2 separate regions of the Ovis aries genome follow, and region 2 is linked to region 1. Evidence: chromatin contacts called from public Hi-C data. All regions are on one chromosome and are shown on one strand. The core of a region is the stretch at or near the end of the contact, and the rest is flanking DNA. Distances in the headings are between cores, read along the strand shown.

Region 1 (2,700 bases), core at 12-2,511:
AAAGACCCCACGTGCCTCAACTAAGACCTGACACAGCCAAAAATAGGTGGTTTTTGTTTTGTTTTGCTGTTGTTGGTTTGTTTTGGCTGCGCTGTGCAACTTACAGAATCTTAGTTCCCCAACCAAGGATTGAATCTCGGCCCTCCGAAGTAAGAGAGTGGAGGTCTAACCATTGGACTGCCAGGGAATTCCTGACAGAAGGGTTTTGATAGATGGGAAGCTCAGAGAGCCTAGCATGCCCTCACGCTTCTAAGGAAGGACACACAAAGGCCAGTCACTCCTCCAGACTCACTCAGATCTGCTGGTGTGCCCTTGACAGATGGTCGACTGGGGCTCCAGGGCCTGAGCCAGATTATAGTGTTCATGTTCTTTAACGCCAGACATGGAGACAGATCTGCATGGGTCCCTGTAAAAGCAACCTATATTTTTTACTAGAAAAGCATGTGATGTAATTAGTAGTGCAGCAATGTTGCTGGTCCTAGGAGCCTGAAACCCTGCTCTCTGCACTGGACTCTACTACTGTCCCTTGATTTGGTTTCTTCAACTGTAAATATTCATTCAGTAAACAATTTTGAGCACCTCTCTGTGTGAAGTACCACATGCTAAACTTTGAAATCACCAAGTTGGATTCGGTAGTTGGCCCCCAAAGATTTATTTACTGGCAGAGACAGACAGGGAAAGGGGTCTCAGGGAAGGCCCCACTCTGGAGGGCTGCACCCTGCCCCTCCTCACTGGGAGTCAGTAAGCAGCAAGTGAGATCACACCGCGAAAAGTGCTTGGTAAACAACAGAGGGTGAGAATGAGGTGTGCAGGGAGGAGGGAAGGGCTGTAACCCGGGAACTGTCTGCAATGTCTGGAGACCTTGGGCAGGCAGCTGACCAAGAGTGCTCAGTTTGAGGCTGGAAACCTGAGTGAGGCCTCCTGGATGTGAGGGGACCAAACCTGAAGCCCTTGAGTCGCTGTCCCAGCAGGCTGAACTCAAACCCTGCAACCTGGCCGAGCTTCTCTGGGCTCTGCCCGGCAGGAACTTAGACCCGTGTGATGTTGCCTGGGACTAGGTGCTTTTGCGGCATTGCTCCACCAACGACCTCTTCTGGGTCGTAGCTTGAATGTGACAAAGGCCAGGTCACCCCGCTATTGTGCATCCCATGAAGCCCGATTCCCACGAATCCCCTTATATAATGAATATCTTCAAGAAACACAGGCCCTAGGTGACGCCAGTTACTACCATTCTCTGTGCTAACGCGCCACCTAGAGGTCAGCTCTAGCTCAAACGATTGTGTGGGTTCTCACCATTTGCCTCCGCCCGGAAGAGGTGGAAAAGAAATGTTCAAAGGACTAAAAAGCAAGAAAACGGCAAGTGATGACAGGCAAGAGGACCCCATCATTCCTCCACCAGGCCCCCTGTCACTTGCTGATGAGATAATCAAGGGCTAAAATGTCTCAGCTTCTCACGGGACAGGGTTTCCTCTATGACTAGAGACCAGTGTGAGAATGTCACTGTATCTCATACTCTAAACTCTAGATCTGAAGAGCAAACAGGCCAAGAAAACCTTCCAGTTTGCCCTGCAGCCTAGACCCCAGTCCATCTGCTCCTCCTCTCCTACCCTAAAGTTTAGACTCTCTGTCTAGCTTGGGAAAATAGTTTTTCAGCAGATGAGCCCTCCTCTTAGGAAGAGTTTGCTGATGCTGCTTACATTTCTGGGAGCAGCTACCCTACGCTGAGCATGAACACACATTTATCGTGGGCCATTTACTCAGAAGTAGCTGGATGAATCTACAGAGGCATCAAAGATAAGCCAATACTTCAAAATCAGCACAGAGTTTTTTTTTTTTTTCTAAAGAAAATCCAAGCCAGATGGTAGTAGAGTATCAAGAAAAGTAAGCCAAAGCTCCCAAACTGAGCAAGGATCCCTTTTTTAAACACTCTTACTTTAGGTTTTTCTCTTCAATCTTTTGCCAGACCTGCAATTTAGTTTCCTACTACTACTAAGCTTTTTGAACTCAAATATAATTGGAAAACAAGATACATAAAATATTCAAGCTCCCATTATCCATCAAAGTGTCCTAGTTGATGCTGCTTGGAGATAGCACTATGTTTAGTATCCATGGAATGCCCACAGAGCTTCTGGGCATCTTTGCCTGCAAGAAGCTTCTGGTCGTTCTTCACACCAAGGACAATTCAAACATGGGGTAAACGCTGAGGAGCCTTAGGCAAACTAGAATGATGTTTTGAATCTATTTTTAAAAAGCTATAGTTGTTTGTCATGGATAAAGTGCAGTCCGCTGACTGGCTGAAGGAGCCAGAGAAAGTGAAGTTGAAATTTCCCTTCACCTATACTCTCAACTAAGGTGGATGAACTGAATTCCCAGGTGGTACAGTGGTAAAAAATCTGCCTACCAATGCAGGAGATGCAAAAGACTTGGGTTCAGTCCTCTGGGTCAGGAAGATCCCCTGGAGGAGGTAATGGCAACCCACTCCAGTATTCTTGCCTGGACAATTCCATGGACAGAGGAGCCTGGTGGGCTTCAGTCATGGGGTCACAAAGAGTTGGACAAGACTGAGCAACTGAACACACACACATGCTAGTTTGCTTCTCCTGGTAGCAACAATTCACTCAGTGCTCACAGCAATCTTGATGGGAGATCCTGAGATGAGTAGTGTTATCATTGCTGTCTTTTGGAGAAAGAAACAGAGGC
Region 2 (2,854 bases), core at 99-2,598, 220 kb before region 1:
GAGCTGACAAGAGTTAGGCTGTCAGCTCCGAGGTGTTGCTAGTGTACAAGAAACACTGAAGCAGCTAAGCTCTCTCAGGTACACTAGGCGGTAACCTTGGCACCAAGTGCCTTAGCAATAAAGATCTTTTCCTCTATAAGAAAATGCATTAAGACTGTTCCAAAGAATATGCTACAATCCTGAGAACCTCGTCCACAAAGGAGAACAGAAAAACGCTGGGTTTTCCTCTAGTCAAAAACTGCGGCGGGAGATGGAGCTACGAACTAAGGAAACCCAGCTTCTGGTGGCAATCCTGTGACAGCTAGCAGAGCAGCCCGCCCAAGCCAGAGCTCAGTTTTCCTACCCGCAAAATGGGAATCAGCACCGCCACCCCTCCCCGTTGACAGGGAGTCCGGCACACCCTGGAGGTTCAGGGTTACCCTGGATGATAAGCGGTGGGGTGGGGCTGCCGCTCCTCAGACACCCACCCCGGACTCCCCCCACTCCGCAACAGAAAGACAGGGCCGGCGTACCTGGCTTCACAGTCTTGAGACGGATGGGCTCGCGGAAGTGGCGAATGACAGCCAGGGTGTCCCGGTTGGTGAGCCCGCTGACAGGCGTCCCGTTCACCTCCAGCAGCACATCCCCGGGGCTGGGCGCCTTGCCCGAGACGACGCAGCAGGTGCCCCCGCCGGGGTCCTCGCGGAGCCGCCCCAGGTAGGGGAACTCGCCACGCTCCGCACCTCCCCGGATCTCAGCGCCCAAGTCGCCCGGGGCCCCGGCCCAGGACACCGCGCACTCCTGCACCTTGCTGAGCCAGTGCTTCTTCTTCTTCAACGTCTTCGACATCACGAACCCCGCTGCACCATGGGGGAGACCCCGCGCGGGCGGCGGGGGCGCCGCTCTGGCCCCCTCTCAGCCTGGGGGCCCCGGGCGGCCCGCGCAGCCCGGCGAGGGGGGCCTCGCCGCTCCGGCGTCCCCCTCGCCGACCACAGCCCGCTGGGGGCCGGGCCGCTCCGAACCCCAAGACGCCCCTCGGACACCTCTCCCGGCGGCGATCTCCGGGTCTGACCGGGCTCCGCGAGGGCCACCCGGGTTAGGCTGAAGAAAGGAAAAGGGGATTGTCCCCAGGCGGCTCCAGAGGGGTTTCGGGCGGGGTCACAGCCGACGGCTGGCCCCCAGGCTCCGCGCGGGAGCGGCGGGAAAGGCAGAAGCAGGGGGGCGGGGAGGTGAAGCGGGAGAGCCGGAACCGGGAAAAATCCGTCGGGGGCGAGCAGAAGCGCGCGTAGACCCGTCGCAGGATCGATCGTGGCCGCTGCGGAGCTGGATCACGGAGACCAACGCCTGCCCAAGCTGCCAGGAAACTGCCGCTTTCAAACCCGCCGCAACCTCCTCCTCCTCCCTCTTCCCTTCCCCCCGCCCTCGCCCATCCCTCATCCAGAGCCCCGCCCCCTCCCGCCGCGCGGCGCCCGGCGCGCTGCCGTCACGGGCCAGGCGCTTGGGAAGGAGCCCAAGCACTCGACACCCTCGTTGAAGATTGGCCCTGGGAGGAAAGCGGGCGGATCCCCGACGAGAATGCTAACCACCGATTGGCTGATGGAAGTGAAGGAGGCGGGCACTAGGATGACTGAAGTTTAAAGAGGGTGGAAGAAAGTTTCAAGAGTCAGGGAGAGCAAGGAGGGGCAGGGGAGTGGGACTGGCTCCAGAACGCAGGGCCGAGAGAGGCCCTCGGTGCGGCGGCCCTAGCAAGGAAAAAACTTGGATAGAAGAGCTGCCGAACTCCCCGAGGTGGAGGCATGGCTGGAGGGCTGGGTGGGGTAGGGGCGGAGCCTGGGCGCCTGTCTTCTCGGGGCACTGAGACTAGCTGGGGTACTTTGGAGGGCAGGCGTTGTGCTGAGTCCGAGGACAGAGGTGGCAGAGCCTCGGGGTAGCCAGTTACAGCCGACCACTTAAAGTGAGTCAACGTTTCTCGTTCGTTCATTTCTTCAGCAAAAGTTATTATCCTTTGAGGCAAAGACTCCGGAGTCTGGTTGATGGAAGGTAATACAGAGTCCTGCATACCGCTGTGTGACCTCAAATTGGACAACCTCTCTGAGCCACAGCATCTTCGGCTGATAAGTGGAGATAATTATACCCTCCCAAGTTGTTGTACAAGAGTTTGAGCAAGCTCCAGGAGTTGGTGATGGACAGGGAAGCCTGGCGTGCTGCAGTCCATGGGGTCACAAACTGTCGGACACGACTGAGCGACTGAACTGAAGTTGTTGTAAAGATTACATGAGGTACCTATAAAATATCAGTATAGTGCCTGGCAGGGAGTAGGTACTTCTTACCATTGTGCTAGAATACTGAGGTTCAAGAGTGAGGAAAACGCAAGTCCTGTTCTCAAGGAGATCACAGGCTAGTAGAAGAGACTGACAAGCCTGCTGGGGGCGGGAGGGGGAGGAGGCGGAGGGGGCGGGGGCAGGGCGGGGGTGGAGGAGGAAGATGGGCTATAATGTGGATTAGGAACCAGCTAGCAAACCTGGGCTGGCATCCTGGCATGCTACTTACTTGCTATCTGACCTTGACCAAATCTCAGTTTCAAGTTCACTCACCTGTAAAGGAGGTGGAGAGAGAACTTACAGTGAATAAAGGACATGTTAGGCCCATCCAGCACTAATTTTTCACCACCTCTTCTTAAGCTTTCTCTCCTCCCTGATTTGGCTCACACTCTCCCCTGTCTTTTTATTTAAAACAATCCTATCCATCCTCAGCCCAAATGCCATCTCTTCCAGGTCACCTTGTCCTCAGGTGGAAAGTGTTTCCTCTGAACTAGGATACTTTCACTTCTGCAGTAAGACATTTATATAGTCTCCTGTCTTCCTTTGATGGTTGG

The links. A called contact is a pair of places that touch in the nucleus more often than the background predicts.
Region 2: a Hi-C map of liver shows a contact between it and region 1, with 3 times the contacts expected there. The contact joins the promoter of MAGI3 here to the enhancer-like site in region 1. A contact is called at or near these places in 3 of 16 Hi-C or Micro-C datasets (liver and tail adipose tissue).

The regions. Positions count from the first base shown.
Region 1 is chr1:90,535,317-90,538,016 of ARS-UI_Ramb_v3.0, reverse strand. No RefSeq gene overlaps it. Among named protein-coding and RNA genes, the nearest start is that of LRIG2, 72 kb to the right of the region's middle. Within about 2 kb of position 1,261, at least 19 of the 54 cell types and tissues checked have an H3K27ac peak or open chromatin away from gene starts, as enhancers often do. A contact at or near this core is called in liver, where this site is marked.
Region 2 is chr1:90,752,371-90,755,224 of ARS-UI_Ramb_v3.0, reverse strand. It overlaps MAGI3 (membrane associated guanylate kinase, WW and PDZ domain containing 3), which reads right to left and starts at 1,348. Exons shown (of 21, transcript XM_060412922.1): 1 at 513-1,348. The coding sequence starts at 828. It overlaps LOC105609244 (a long non-coding RNA gene), which reads left to right and starts at 1,645. Exons shown (of 7, transcript XR_009599963.1): 1 at 1,645-1,767; 2 at 1,969-2,258.